Regions from separate parts of the Rattus norvegicus genome. Here region 2 is linked to region 1. A link is a contact called in public Hi-C data. All regions are on one chromosome and are shown on one strand. Each heading gives the region's core, a stretch centred on a gene start, on an enhancer-like site or on the middle of the called end of the contact. The rest is flanking DNA. Distances are from core to core; before and after follow the strand shown. Region 1 has its middle 8.6 kb from the start of Or8b101d. Region 2 holds the start of Vwa5a (von Willebrand factor A domain containing 5A).

Region 1 (7,355 bases), core at 2,350-4,849:
TCTGCAGCCCAGGACATGGAGCCACCAGCAGCTTTGGTCCAGGACTCAGGGCTCCTTCCTCCCTCAGTAGTGAGTCCAGGCTGAGACAGTCTGGCCTGCTGCTGGGTCCCTGAAACCCTCAGTGTCACAGCCTCTGGGCACTCTGAGCCCTATTCCTTATTGCTAGCTAGTAGCTGCCAAGTCAGAGAAACATGGGCCTCACTGGCTTTCTGGTGTGCTATGCTGCTTTCCCTGCATGGCTGGTATGTCTGCATGCTAGGATTATGTCTGGAACTAGACCTGCAGGTAACATCTGGTGGGTTGCCCAGGCTGTCCTCCTACTCCTGTTCTCAGGAGATGCTCCCAAGTGCTGGGATGACAGGTATGTTGCCACCATGCTGGCTAGGGATCTTCAGGTGAGATGAAAGACTGGAATCTGTGGTCCTGGTTACGTCAAACAGTGGGGACACCAGTGTTCTGAGCAGTCTGTCATCTTGGACTTACATTCCATGTAGTTCACATGAACACTGTGAGATTTCTGCACTGGTTGCCTGTTCTCATTTGAAACCTGTCTGCAGATATCTAACAGTGGGAGTCTCCATGAAGTTTGTGTCACCCTGAGGATGTGGCTATACTAATAAAATCAGACAGCGTACAAACATAGCCGAGGTTACAAACAAGACTACCAGGCTGGGGCCACTAAGTGATAGGGTGCTACTCTGGCATGGTGAGGGCCCAAGTTCTGTCCTTGTCAACTTAATAAGCAAGCAAACCAACATCTGCTGGGGATGTAGCTCAGTGGTTAAGCACTTCCCTAGCATATGTGAGGTCCTGGGCTCCATCCCTAGGACTAAACCCTCAACCCCTACCCAAAACTCAGCAGGTTGAGGCATCACTGTCAAACCTGAGGGCTTGAGTTTGATTCTCAGGCCCTCTCTGATACAAAAAGAGAACCCCCCCCGGTTTGGGTTTGACCCCCACATGTGTGTCATGCCTGTCCCATGTCGAGAGTATAATTAAGGAAAGCATGAGTAAGTGGTTGAGAAGCACTCACTGCTCTTGCAGGAGACCTGAATTTGCATCTCAGAACAAACTGCATGTGGCTCAGAAGGTTTCAGGGTAGAACTGGATATGTGACCCTGTGCTAACAGCACTGTCCAGAGTGGGGAATGCAGCTTCTGAAGTGGAATGCAGGCCTGGCCTCCAGACCTCCACCTTCAAGGCCTCTCTTGAGAGCCTGATGCCATGGCAAAAGAGACTCCATCTTTCCAGACGACCACTGTAGTCAAATGACACCTCAGTGATGAAAACTATCAGTCCCCAAAGGCATGCCACTAAGCAGAGATAGCCTCAGTCTTGCACCTCTGCCCACCCCTAGTTCTTCGTGTCAATAACTCAATCCTTTCATGAAGTAGATGGCAATACTTTGAGGCAGGAGGATCAGGATTGGCCAATCTGGGCTCTATGAGACTCTCTCCCAGAAATCAGAGCTAGCAAGAAATTCAGCATGTAAGCTCTTTGTAACCAAGCTCAATGACTCAGTGCAGAGCCTGGGACCCCACATGGTAGGATAAAGTGACTCCCATGGTTTTTCCTCTACCTTCAACACCCATGCTTTGGCATGCACACCCCTACAATGAGATTAATACACATGGAACAAAAAATTAAACAGAAACATTAATGAAGACAATGCAGATAACCCCCCTTTTTTTTAAAGGATCCTGGGCGCCCTCACTTTTCACTTTACTTCCCTTTGTCTTGGGAACCACACCTGCACCAGAGGCAGCAGGCTTTCTGCAAGAAAGACTGGAGAAATGTACTGTTCATCCAGCCAGAGAGCTGTGTAAAGACCAGAGCCTTCTGCCTTTTTCTGATAGTGGGAGCTGGGCCCAAGTGTGGGCTGCTCCTACTAGAGGCACCAGAAGAAGAGTACCATCTTCCTCACACCTTCCCTCAATCCTCAGATGATTCTCTTTCAGAAATGGCTCAGAGCCTCTTAGGACAGAGAGGGACCAGAGCTTCCCCCAAAGCAAGATCCCTGTCTTATCTGACAGGTATGAGGACTTAGGGATGGGACAGAGGATTTGACAAGGCTACATGTAGCACAGGGACTGGGTTAATAATGCAATCAAAGAGGAAAGAAACCTGGAACATTCCTCACCTGTTCTTTTGCTCTATTCATAGGGATGAGGTAGCAGTGTGGGGTAGAGGACTATGATACAACACAGCCTTCTCTGCAAATGGTAACTTTTCTAGGTTGCCTGGCCACTATGGCCAGCAACTCTTCAACTTTGCCACTCTACTACCAAGGCTAACATGACTGGTGGACCAGGTAGCAATAAGACTTTACTGACTTAGCGACATTTGGAATCACACAATGATCATGTGTCATAGAAGAGTTTTTTTTTTTTTTTAGAAAAGGATTAAAAAAAACTATTTATTCTGTCCATATGAGTACACTCTCCCTGTTTTCAGACACAGCAGTAGAGGATATTAGATGAGATTAGAAATGGTTATGAGACACAATGTGGTTGCTGGGAATTGAACTCAGCTCCTCTGGAAGAGCTTAACCACTGAGTCAGCTCTCCAGCCCCAGTATATTGTATTTTCAATATTGTTTGTCTTTATTTCTTTTTTCACCTATGTCTGTATGGTGTTTCTGTGAGTACAAGTGCTCACGTGTCCCTGTATATACCATGGTGCCCGTGTAAAGTCAGGGACAACCTGAGCATAGGTTCTCACTTTCTACCTCTCATCCATGGCTGTGTATGCTAGGCTAGCCCTTCCCCCTAATCCTAGAGACTGTCTACTTTAGGCTCTTATCTCCCTGTGGGAAATGCTGGATGACAGACACTATTGCATCCAGTTTTATGTGGCTTTTAGGGACCTAAACTGTTGTTGGGCTTGTTCAGTATGACAATAAATCCCATTTCATAGCCCTGGCTGGGCCAGGCAGCTCACAGGTGTTTGCCGCTCTTGCAGAAGACTTGAGTTCAGTCTCTAGCACCCAGGTCAGGTGGCTCACAACCACCTGAGACTTAGATCCAGGGAATTCCAACCTCTTCTGGATTCACCTACATGTTGAAAGCAGGGCTGGGAGCTGGAGGCTTCTGGTGTTGGCTTCTCCCTGCAGCAGGGGGCAAATCATGGGAGAACATGGGACCCTGTAACTCTACAAACTGCAGAAGCTCCTCTTGTCCCTCAGAGTGCCCCAGAGCTTGCCCACCGCTCATGGAGGCTTCAGTAACATGGCCTTGTCCTGACCTGTGTGCACTGTGCATCCTCACTCTCTACCCCCTCCTTTTCGGGGTTGGAAGTCTCAGGTGTAGGAGGCTCCTACCATAGGAATCTTCTCTTAGCATTTCAGCATTTTACATTTTATGTAGTTTGTGGTGTTCCTGTGCCATGATATGCACATGGAGAGCAGTGGACAAAATGTGGAGTCAGTTCTCTAGTTTCACCAGATGATCAATCTGAGGTCATGAGGCTTGGCGGCAAAAGCCTTTACCTGCTGAGCTGTTACACCCACTTGACCTTTACCGAAAATCCTTTGCTGTACACAGTTACATCAGCCTGTGACTCACATCCTCCAGAATCTTATGACTCTCCATGGGTGTGGAGCTCTCATAGTTAGTCAGTGCTAAAGGGGAATGCAGCAAGTCTTTCGGGAACTTAGAGCTCCTAAGGCTTAGGAAAATGTCTGTACTGGGATTAAACTCATGCTGCCATGTAGAGATACATTTTTCCTTTAAAACTAAACTAAAAGAAAAAAATCACATTGATTATCTCACTAGATGTTGAAAAAGCCTTTCAGTACATCCAGCACCCCTTTATAGATTTTAATAGATTTGGAGAACTCTTGGATTCAAGAGGCATAGCTGAAAATAAGAAAAGATATATATATATATATATATATATATATATATATATACACACATATATATATATATGTATGTGTGTGTGTGTGTGTGTGTGTGTGTGTGTATCTCAAGCCAATAACAACATTAGATTAAATGGAGAGAAAATTAAAGCAAAACACTAAAATCACAAATAGGACAATGGTGTGAACTCTCCTTCTCTATCTATTTAATATAGAACTTGAAGTTCAAGCTAGACCAATAAGACAACTAAAGCTCACCAAGGTGATTCAAATTGAAAGAGACAAAGTCAAAGTATTGCTATTCACAGATGATATTATAGTATACATAAGCAACCCCATAAATTCTACCAGACACTCTTACAGATACCTTCGGTAAAGTGGCTGGATACAGTATTAACTGTATCCGTAGCTCTTCTTTATCTATAAACTGGCTGACAAAGAAAGAAAGGAAACAGCACCCTTTACAATAGCTACAAATAGTACAAAATATCTTGTTAAACTTTAACCAAAAAGTGAAATACATGTACTCCATGAATTTCAAGTGTCTAAAGAAACTTGAGGAATATATCAGAAGATGGAGAGATCTCCCATGCTCATGGATGGGTAGGCTTTACCTAGTGAAAATGGCCATATGACCAACAGCAACCTACAGTTCTCATAAAAATAGCAACACAGTTCTTTACTGAACTTGAAAGAACAGTTAACAACTTCATATGGAAAAGCTACAAACCCAGGATAACTAAACAATCCTGAACAATAAAAGAACTTCTAGAGGTATCACCATCCATGACCTCAAGCTGTACTACAGAGAAGTAGTAATAGAAACTGCATGGTACTGGTTATAAACAGACATAATTATTAATTGAACTGAGTCAAAGATCCTGAAATAAACCCATACACCTCTGAAAATTTGATTTTTGACAAAGAAGGCAAAACCATACAATGGAACAAAGACAGCATCTTCAGCAAATGGTGCTGGACTAACTGGACGTCAGCATGTAAAAGAATGGAAACAGATCAGTTTTATCACTGCATGAAACTCAATTCCAAGTGGATTAATTGTAAAAACAGGTACCGTAAGTCTAAAAAAAAAACAGTGGGCAATAGCCTTTAACACACTGGTACAGGAGACAACGTCTTGAACAGAACACCAATGGCTCAGTTTCCAACAACAGCAATAAATAAATGGAACATTTTGAAATGGACAAGCTTCTTAAGATAAAAGACACTGTTATTAGGAAAAATGGCAGCCTATAGATTGAGAAAGTATCTTCACCAATCGTACATCGGACGGAGGGTTAATACCCAAATCTGTAGAACTCAAGAAATTAGAAACCAACAACCCAGTCCCTGACACTACTAATGATATTCTGTTATCATTGCAGAGTAGCTAGAAATTCTGCTCTGAGTGGCTCTACCCAGTAGCAGACAGAAAGAGCTACAGAGACCCACAGTCAAACATTTGCTCGAGCTCAGGGAATCCTGTGGAAGAAGTGGGCAGAAGGATTGAGGGACCTAGTGGGATAGGAAATCCACAGGAAGGTCAGCAGAGTTAACTCACCTGAACCTTTGGTGTCCCAGAGACTGAACCCTCAACCAAAGATAATACATGGGGTAGACTGAGACCTCCTTCCCTTTCCACCCTTCACATATGTAGCTTGCTTTTCACACAAGTCTCCCAACAAATGCAGCAGGAGCTATTCCTGTCTCTGTTGCTTGCCTATGTATCCTGTTCATCTAACTGGGCAGCATTGTCTGGCCTCAATCAAAAAGGTTGTGCCTAGTCGTGCAGTGACTTGATGTGCCAGGGCTGGTAGGGGGACCGAGGGGGAGTGGCTGCTCCCTCTTCTCAGAGAAGGGGAGTGGGAATGAGGGGAGAAGCAGTGTGAGGGAGGGGGTACTGGGAGGATTGGGGGTGGCTGTGCTACAGCTGAGTAATAAATAGACAAATCAATGGGGAAAAAAAGAGCCTAGTTTATACTATTTTAAGAAAAGTGATCATTTACAATATAAACAAAAACAATTTGCATTGCAGGAAACTGTCCTTGGTAATTTTATTTACTGATAACATCTTGCACTCACACAGAATAGAAAACACATGATGTTTTTCTGACTTAGGCTTGTTTAATTTACTTAGTAATATCTCCATGAGATGAATCCAGTTTCCTACAAATGACATAATTTCAATATTCCATATGGTTGAAAAAATCCGCTGTGTATATAAACTTCATCTTTATCTATTCTCTGGTTGTTTAACAACTAGGTAGTTTCCATTATTTACTTACATTTTTTAAAAGTTGCATGTTCTTGAGCATCTCTGAGACCATTGTTTCATTCCTTGTAGAATCATTGTGCTACAGTTGGCCATATCTAAGTAGATAATGTGGATTTGGTTTTCAATAAACATTGTTTTATACACAGCTGTTTAATTTCTTGTAACTCCTCCTATATGAGGGATGGAGTCTTATTTACTTTTCTGTTCATAATGCCTCTGCATAACACATTGAGGGCCTGAAAATTATTTCATGAATATAAATATACATAGATGATCATTTACATAAAAATTTTCTCTATAAATGTTGACTTGGGAGTTTTGTGTGATTACTAAAAAGTGATAGAGCTGGGTCATATAGTAATTCTATTTCTGGTACCTTGAGAAACATCTATACTGATTTTTATGTTGTCTAAAAGAATTTATTCTCCCACCAGCAGTACAGAAAAATTCCTTTTAATTCATACCTTCCTCAGCATTAATGTTGCCTGTTTGCTTGGTGGTTGCCATTTTGAATGAGGTGAGATGGAATCTCACTGCAGAGCCTACATGCTTTTCTTTGGTTACGACTTATTTTTGAACTTTTGAAACTGTTTACTGTATGTTATTACTTTGCTATTTGTCAACTCTTCGAACATTTTATTAGCTTTGCTACTAACTCTTTTGTTTGGTGTCAGGTATTTATTTTTTATTTAATTTTTTACATATCCCAGATCTTGATCCACCATACAACACATAGCTACTAAAATATTTTTCTAATTGGTTAGCTATCTACTCTAATTACTGCTTTTTTCTAGTGTAGAAACTTTTTAATACTATGCAAATCAATTTTTCTATTATATTCCTAGTTGTTGAAATCTTCTCAGAAACACTTTGCGTATGTTTATGTCTTAAACTATTGTCTCCATAGTTTTCTATAAGACTTTCAGGTCTTCTACCATATTCTTTGATGGGGTTGCAACTGATTTTAGTACAGGTGAGAAATAGGCATCTACGGACATTCTTTACATTGGTCATATTAGCTTGCTTAACAATGTGTGATCAACAGACTGTCCTTTTTACAATGCAGGTTTTGGTATAGGTGACACTGTTAGTAGAGAAAAGAACCTGTGACTGAGTAAGTTTTAGTACCATGGGGAATTAGATACTATTATTATCCTGTTAACGTATGTAAAACTCATTCTTAGTAAGTTATTGCTGTACCCTTAGTTCAATGCATTTATC
Region 2 (7,355 bases), core at 1,418-3,917, 520 kb after region 1:
AGTTTCTCAGAGCAATGACAGACTAATGATGATCCAAGTGGTTCAGATTATAAGCTTGATTTTGCATTACATGTCCAGTTACAATATCAGACACAATTAGAATTTACAAATAGATCGATTCTAGTTATACACCCTAGAACTCCAATTTAAAGAATCTAAAATTATCTCCTATAAAGCAAGCACAATTATTATATGACAAATTGCTTTTACATTGAAAATGTTTGCTATTTGAAAGCACTCCCTTCAGACAGAAAATATCTCAACTGGTCTTTTATGAACAGCAAATACAAATACCTAACTTCCTTTACTACATGTTTCATTATCTATGCTATGAAGTACAAAAAGTTTATTTTAGTCAAATCTAAAAGTTTACTAAGTCAAGCTAAATTCTTGGATTCCAGGTGTATACCCTGTAGGTCCTCAATCTTTAGACTACATCTTCAAAGAGCTCTTAAGCCTACAATGAAAGGAGACCTTGACCTGTAGCCAAGTCTTCTGGCCAGTAAGAGGTTGTCAGTTGTTCCCCCACCAATTATACTGTGAATTTGCTCAGGGGCAGACCCCTTAAGAAAATGCCAAGAGTAATGACCTCATCTAGCTCAGTGCTTATCTGAGCTTAATGATCTCCAGGGCAAAAGGAAGGCTCCCAAAGAGTGGCCAGATAACGTTAATTGTAGGATTTTTCCTACAAAGACTCAGACATTATTTTCTCAGGAAAAGAGATAAAATGAATCATAGTGCAAAAAGTTCCAAAAAGTGCGACATACAAACTACCAAATCAAATGGTTCGAGATAGAAGGATAGGGATTGCATCAGTCTGGTCCATATTGCTGGGCTGTGTTAAGGAGCTCTGCTGGTAATCAGACTCATGCATTTCCCACTGTATATGACTGTGCCACTGTTTATAAAAAATGAAACTGTCAATGAGCAATGGTACCAATGCTAGCTTTGTTTGCTTTTGTTTCGCTGTCTCCCGGTTGCATCAAGCGCTGTGCTGAGATAATGGATGCAATGCACAGCATCTGAGGCTTTGCACTGTGAAGAAATTGCTCATGCATTTCTTGGAAAATGTCTATGATTAAGAAACACAGTGTATTCTTCTGTTCCATTTAAATTGATTCACGGCCAGGTACATTGCCAAAGAGTGAATATCATGTGTCTCCATAAAATACTTGATTGCTAACTATACTGAATGTGTGATAGGAAATGATTCAACTTTTCTTTCACTTTAAACATAGCACAAATGAGCTTGTAAATAAAATTCATTCATGCTTAAAATTGGTAAAAGTCCATTAATTTCATGTATACTTTTATTTTACATATTTATTTCGTAGATCTCCAGCATCCTGGATGTGCTCCTTCATGCATTAAGTTCCAAGCAAACACTTTCATCTGCTCTGCAGCCAACTTCAAGTCCTAGTCTTTAAATCCACTTGGCTCAGAGAAAGAGCTCTGCTTTAAATCCACTTGGCTCAGAGAAAGGACTTTGCCGCACAGATACTGCAGGCAGTGGAGAACAGTTAGAGTGGAGAGGAGAAACACTGTAGAGGATATGATTCCCAAACAGACTCATTCCCTTTTACAGTCAGTCAGGCATATAAAGATATCCATTAGTCATAGAAGGAAATCTGAGCTCACACTATGCTTTAATGCACACTTGTATATGCTTGTGGTAGCTTCATACCCATTTTGAACTATTATAACTTAAAACAGCCCAAGTAGTTACAGATTTAATCATCATTTTATAGACACAAGTTCATTTTAGCGGGATAAGTTTAGGAGGAAAAATATTTCTTAGCATCATGTGTTCTGTCTCTGGGTACAAAATATAGACTAAAGCCAATGATACGTTATAATACTCAATAATTTTCCTATTAGTTGGATGCAGAACAGAGAGAGGATGCTCTTAGTGAGCAAATTCATTACTGAGCTGTATGATGTTATTTCTCAAACAAAGAAAGGATCCAATTCAAGCCAGTTTAAAAATACATGTAAATGCAGGGTTATTGGGAAACTGTTCTTGAGCAGGCAAATTCCCTGGCTGTAAAGGAGATCAGGAAAGTCACCATGGGGAGGGAGATAGAAGGAAGGATGAAGAGAAAGAGAGAAAACTAGAAAGCATGCAGAAAAAAAGGAAAAGGGTGAGAGGAAGAAGAGAGAGAAGGAGAAGCAGAGAAAAGAGAGGGAGAGATCACAATGTCTGAATTATGTAGCAAAGCGTCTCTGGGGAAGGGGAAGCCCAGGCTGAAATGTTCAGGGTTAAGTGTCAGGTATGCCATGTAGGAACTGAGGGATATTGAGACAACCTGGAGGCCAGGTCTGCTTTGGTATGTTAAATATGTACTTCAAGTGTTTGTTCCAGGTTCGGAAACCCAATAGTTATATAATTTCTAGATAATACATTTTCAGCATTCAACCTTGAAAAACAAATCCTGTACCTTTGACTATCTTCAATTTCTCCAAGTGTCTGAGTAGACCATGCAGAGGGAAAAAAAAATTGAGCAATTGATTTAAATTTTAAACAAAACACTTTTCATCCTATCAAAGCAGAAGCAGAAATTCACTTTTTCGGTAAGAATTTTCAGTCCATCCCTTCGCTCATACAAGTGTAACTTTATAGCTGGTCCCTAAAAGGGGGCGGGTCTTCCTGGAAGTTCTGCTTAAGTTGCTTTCACTTTGGTTTCCGAAGCTGCTGAGACTTCAGGAGGCTGGTGATTGCTGAACTTTGCTCTCTCTGGGAAGAGTCCTGCCCGATCTCTCTAAAGGGTAAAAGCCTTTTTTTTTTCCTAGTTAACAGCATAACGTATTTATTATAAATGGCTTTTAGTGGGAAACCGTGGGGTCTGAGTTGCTGTGGGGCAGAAACTCACACTGGGGTGTGTTTCCAGAAGATTTTACTTGGTTGTTAGTACATAAATTACCTCAATTTCAGATTCATACGCTTGCTCCCTGCCTCCTTCTGGAAATCGATATCGGCTGGAAAACTTTAAAAAATTTTTTTTTTCTCCCTCGCTCCTCCCCCTCCTCCTTACTTCTCTCCACACTCCAGCCCTGTTTCTCTCTGACCTCCCTCTTCAACCTCTTCCTTCAGTTTACAAGAAGAGTTTTTTGTTTATTTGTTTGTTTTCCTTTTTCTTTTTCTTTTTCTTTTTCTTTTCTTCTGGTTTCAGGTTACTTTTTCCTATCGAAGTGCAGCTTTGATTATCCACCCGCCTTGATCCGTTGCAGCCCATAAAACCTTCCCTACAGCTCTTGGGGAAATTGAAGTTGTGCCTTCTGTACATATCTGGAGCTGGGGTCTTAGATGGAGAGGCTAAGGGTTAGATAACTATTTTTATTCAAGGCTCTTCAATCCACACAGTACTTTCCTTGGCTTGAAGCACAGGTTTCACTATCTCCCTGAAGCTGTAAACAGCAGGGGTGTGGCAGGCTGACTCACCTAGCTTTCTGCCTGCAATTAAGCTGCCCACTGGAACTACTGTTAGAACCGCTATAGCTGCATCCAGTTTAAGGCTATAACTTTGGTCCTATCTGTAGCCAGTCTTTAACTCAAGGAGTGTTACCACTTGTCACATCTGATTGACTCTGGAAGCCGGGAGGACTAGGAGGGGGTTGGAATCAGGAAATAAATATTTCATTGTAATTGATACCTCTCTCTTCTCTTAGCCTCCTGCAGTGGCCACTGTCAGCCTGAGATCTCTGCTGCCAGACGCAGTCTAGTCTATTCTTCAGCTGTGCTGCTCCTAGGTGACTCTCCTACTATAAGCTTCTAGCTGGTACCAGAAATTTTTCTGCCATATTCCAGGCTCCTTCATGGGCCCCAGGGAAAGTCCTTTCTTGTGCTACTGTGCTTGCTCTCCTCTTCTTCCTGTCCCTCCTCCCCTCCTTTTCTTCCTCCCCCTCCTCCTCCTCTTCCTTGCTTGCCTACTACCTCTCTGTTGCTGGCCAGATCTGAGCCATTCTAATTCTGTCAGACTTTTCCTAGTGATCAAATTACAGATGTAGAACACAGCTGGTGCATGTGAATTTGCCCTGCAGCAGGGATGTGCCCAGTGCCTGTGACCAGGCAGCAGCCAAGTTCACTGTGGTGTGACCCTACATTAGACTTGAAGATGACACCTGCTCAGGTCTCACTGGCCAAGCTGCTCTGACTGACTGAAAGATGGCTGGGTGATCCCGCAGGCCCAATCTTAGGTGACTCCATGCAGCCACCTGCAAGGAGACCCTGTGTGGATGGAAATGGAGATCCATGGAGCTCAGCCTAGTAAAATGCTGGCCAAATCTTTTCTGGAATTGTGGGTGGTAAATATGAACTTGTTGTTGGGATGTCTTGAACAACTTTGAGGTCCCCTACACAGCCTTCAGAATCTTAGATTGGAATTGCTCTGGGGTGGAAAGCTGATCTTTCAAAAGGGTTTTCCAGCCAGTCTGAAAGACAGGGCTGGACTTCTAGGGAACTTGGAACCATCACTGTGCTTCTGGACAAACATGATAAGGTTCCCAGATGTGCCCTTTCGGCTCCTTATGATGCAGTTCCAACAAAAACCACCCTTGTTGGTATTGGGCACTGAGGTCACATAGAATGACAATGGGGAGAGACAAGCTAGTGCATGGTCAGGTTAAGAAAGTCCTACAAAAGCTCCCAGGGTTATCACAAGCTATCATTAGGATTAGATCAATATCTACACTCTGGATAAAATAATCATGTAAATCATAACCTGGAAAAAATCACTCTATCTCTTTGTCATCATATCATACTTAAGATTTATATATCATAGTCAATTTAGGAAATATAATTGGCAAAGTCTATTTCAAAAGAAAAATATTGTACATATAATCTCTTTATTCTTGAGAATGTCTTTCCAAATATATAGTATTTTTAATTATTTTTTGAAAATTGTATAGATGTGTGAAATGTATTTTGATTATGTCCCCATACCTGCCCCATCCTCACTGTCTAGCTCCTCCTGACCCATAACAGATCATTTCCCAACTGCATATCTTCAATATTTTACTTAATCTATTGAATCCAATAGTGTCTACATATGAATAGGTATGGGGTCATAAATTGGAGTAGGTACAGTGTACCAAGGACAAAATTCCGTGAAGGAAAATTTTCTCCCATCCCATGTAGTTATGAACTGCAAAACTCCTCAGGTAGGGATTGGACTGTATGTCCCCCTCCATGATCTGTGCTAGATATTGATTGATTTGACAGGACCTTCAGGCATGTCTTAGGTAGGTAAGAACCCCTGCTCTAAGGTCATGAGTACAATGGACTGAAAACAGTGATTTCAATAGCCCCTGCCTCTCAGAAGCTTTCTGAGTAAGGTTGCAGGGTGATAGGTATTCCTGTGTGGGAATACAGACAAGACAATATAGATGGCTATTTAGAGCTGTGCATGCTACAGTCTCTTATTTCTTCTCTGCATTGAACCAGGAGTGATCACATGACAATATCTAGAGAATAAATATATAAAGAGCAAAACAGTGGGTAATTTCAATACTAAGTCCTAAGGAAAAGTGATTAAGTAAGAGGAGTGTAATACAGTATGTCATTTGAATCACATGGGTATGCAGGTAAAGATCTGGGAAGAGGTACTGAAGATGTGGCTTGGTCATTACAAGCTCTGCCTTTTCTTCTGAAGGACCACGGTGCAAGTCCCAGGTTCTACATGGCCATTCATAACCATCTATAACTCTAGTTCCAAGGGATTCCACATCCTCTTCTGGCCTCTACTCTGTGTAATGTTATATGTAAGAGTGTCTGCCTGCACGTGATACACAGACATGCCTTTAGTCAAACACTCTTATGCATAACATAGAAACAAGAATATATTAAAAATTGAAAAAACAGATTTTGAAATGAAACGATTCCCAGTAAATAATAATAACAATGTCAAGAAGAACAACACTGGCATCCATCCTCATTGATAAATGCCTCCTTTGGGCCAGACCTTAGCCTTGGAAATAATGTACACAAATATATTGCTTTGATTCTGTGTGGAGAATGCTGGTGTTCAATGAGGTTAAATTATGGCTCCTATCCAGGTCACTTTGGATAGTTCATTCAGTAGGAGTTGAATGGTGTTTGAAGCTACCTCAAGATGTTTACAGATTTCTTGCTTAGTGGACAATTACAGCCTCCACCTGAGCACCGTTAACCAGCAACCTCACCCCTGTCATCCCTTCTCATTTTCACCATCTTATTGGTTATTGCTACGCTAAAAATTTGAAGCTGTTACTGCAAGATCAAAACTCATAACTACTGGTATTGATGGTGTAACCTCTAACCTGGACCTCTTAATCGTGTGCCATTTTCACAGAAACAGGCAGTTACCATGGAGCATCACTGGGGCCTAATCACTGGCAACAAGGAGAAAGGTAAGCCTGGCTTACAACTCTTAGCGATGAGCGCTGTACCCAGAGCAATTCCTCACCTACGGGTATCACTCTAGGAAAAGTTTGTTGATTTCCTAAACCCTCATGTCTTCCCCAGTACCACTGAAGAGCATCTCAGTCACCTTGTCCATCAATGACTTTGTGGCTGCTGTGGCTGCAACCCTACATTATGAGAATGAGGAGAAAGTCCCAATAGAGGCAATGTTTGTGTTTCCTATGGATGAAGACTCTGCTGTCTACAGCTTTGAAGCCTTGGTGGATGGGAAGAAAATCGTGGCAGAGTTGCAGGATAAGACGAAGGTCTGAGGGATGAACACATTATCTTTTCTCTCTTTGAAATTGCATATATGTTTATCTTTTTAAACAATTCATAAGTGCTGATTTTGCCTGTTCCTTTTCTTTGTTCCTTTTTAAATGCTATGTGCCCAAAATCAGTAAGGCAGAAGGAAGGAAGTAGAAGATACCAGATGAATTGTAAAGTTCACAGGATCCATGACACTCCCTTTGAATGGTTCATATGTTTCTGATTACCTTTGATTTCATTTGAATGCACCCTGCTTACCCTTGCTCTAGGCGCACAGCAAGTATGAGGAGGCACTCTCCCAGGGCCACCAAGCATACTTATTGGAAGAGGATGATTATTCCAGGGATGTCTTTTCTTGCAATGTGGGGAACCTGCAGCCTGGAACTAAGGTTGCAGTTACCTTGAGGTATGTGCAGGAACTGCCATTGGAATCAGATGGGGCCCTGCGCTACCTGCTCCCAGCAGTCTTGAATCCAAGATATCAGCTTTCTGGTAAGTAATTTATGCCTTTGACAAACCAGTGGTAGAATGACTTGGAAAAATACACAGAATTTTTGTTGTGCTGGAAAGTGTTGATATGAAAGGGAACATTAATATACTTTCTTTGTAGAACAGTCAGCGAGCAGTTGCTTGAATGTACAGAAGCCCA

Evidence for each region. A called contact is a pair of places that touch in the nucleus more often than the background predicts.
Region 2: a Hi-C map of the A7r5 cell line shows a contact between it and region 1, with 2.5 times the contacts expected there. The contact joins the promoter of Vwa5a here to the enhancer-like site in region 1. A contact is called at or near these places in 2 of 12 Hi-C or Micro-C datasets (the A7r5 cell line and Schwann cells).

What each region holds. Positions count from the first base shown.
Region 1 is chr8:47,187,797-47,195,151 of GRCr8, forward strand. It overlaps the pseudogene Haus8-ps1. Among named protein-coding and RNA genes, the nearest start is that of Or8b101d, 8.6 kb to the right of the region's middle. Within about 2 kb of position 3,600, at least 12 of the 93 cell types and tissues checked have an H3K27ac peak or open chromatin away from gene starts, as enhancers often do. A contact at or near this core is called in the A7r5 cell line, where this site is marked.
Region 2 is chr8:47,709,719-47,717,073 of GRCr8, forward strand. Vwa5a (von Willebrand factor A domain containing 5A) reads left to right here and starts at 2,668. Exons shown (of 19, transcript NM_001393948.1): 1 at 2,668-2,766; 2 at 6,327-6,384; 3 at 6,500-6,702; 4 at 6,976-7,198; 5 at 7,317-7,355. The coding sequence starts at 6,342.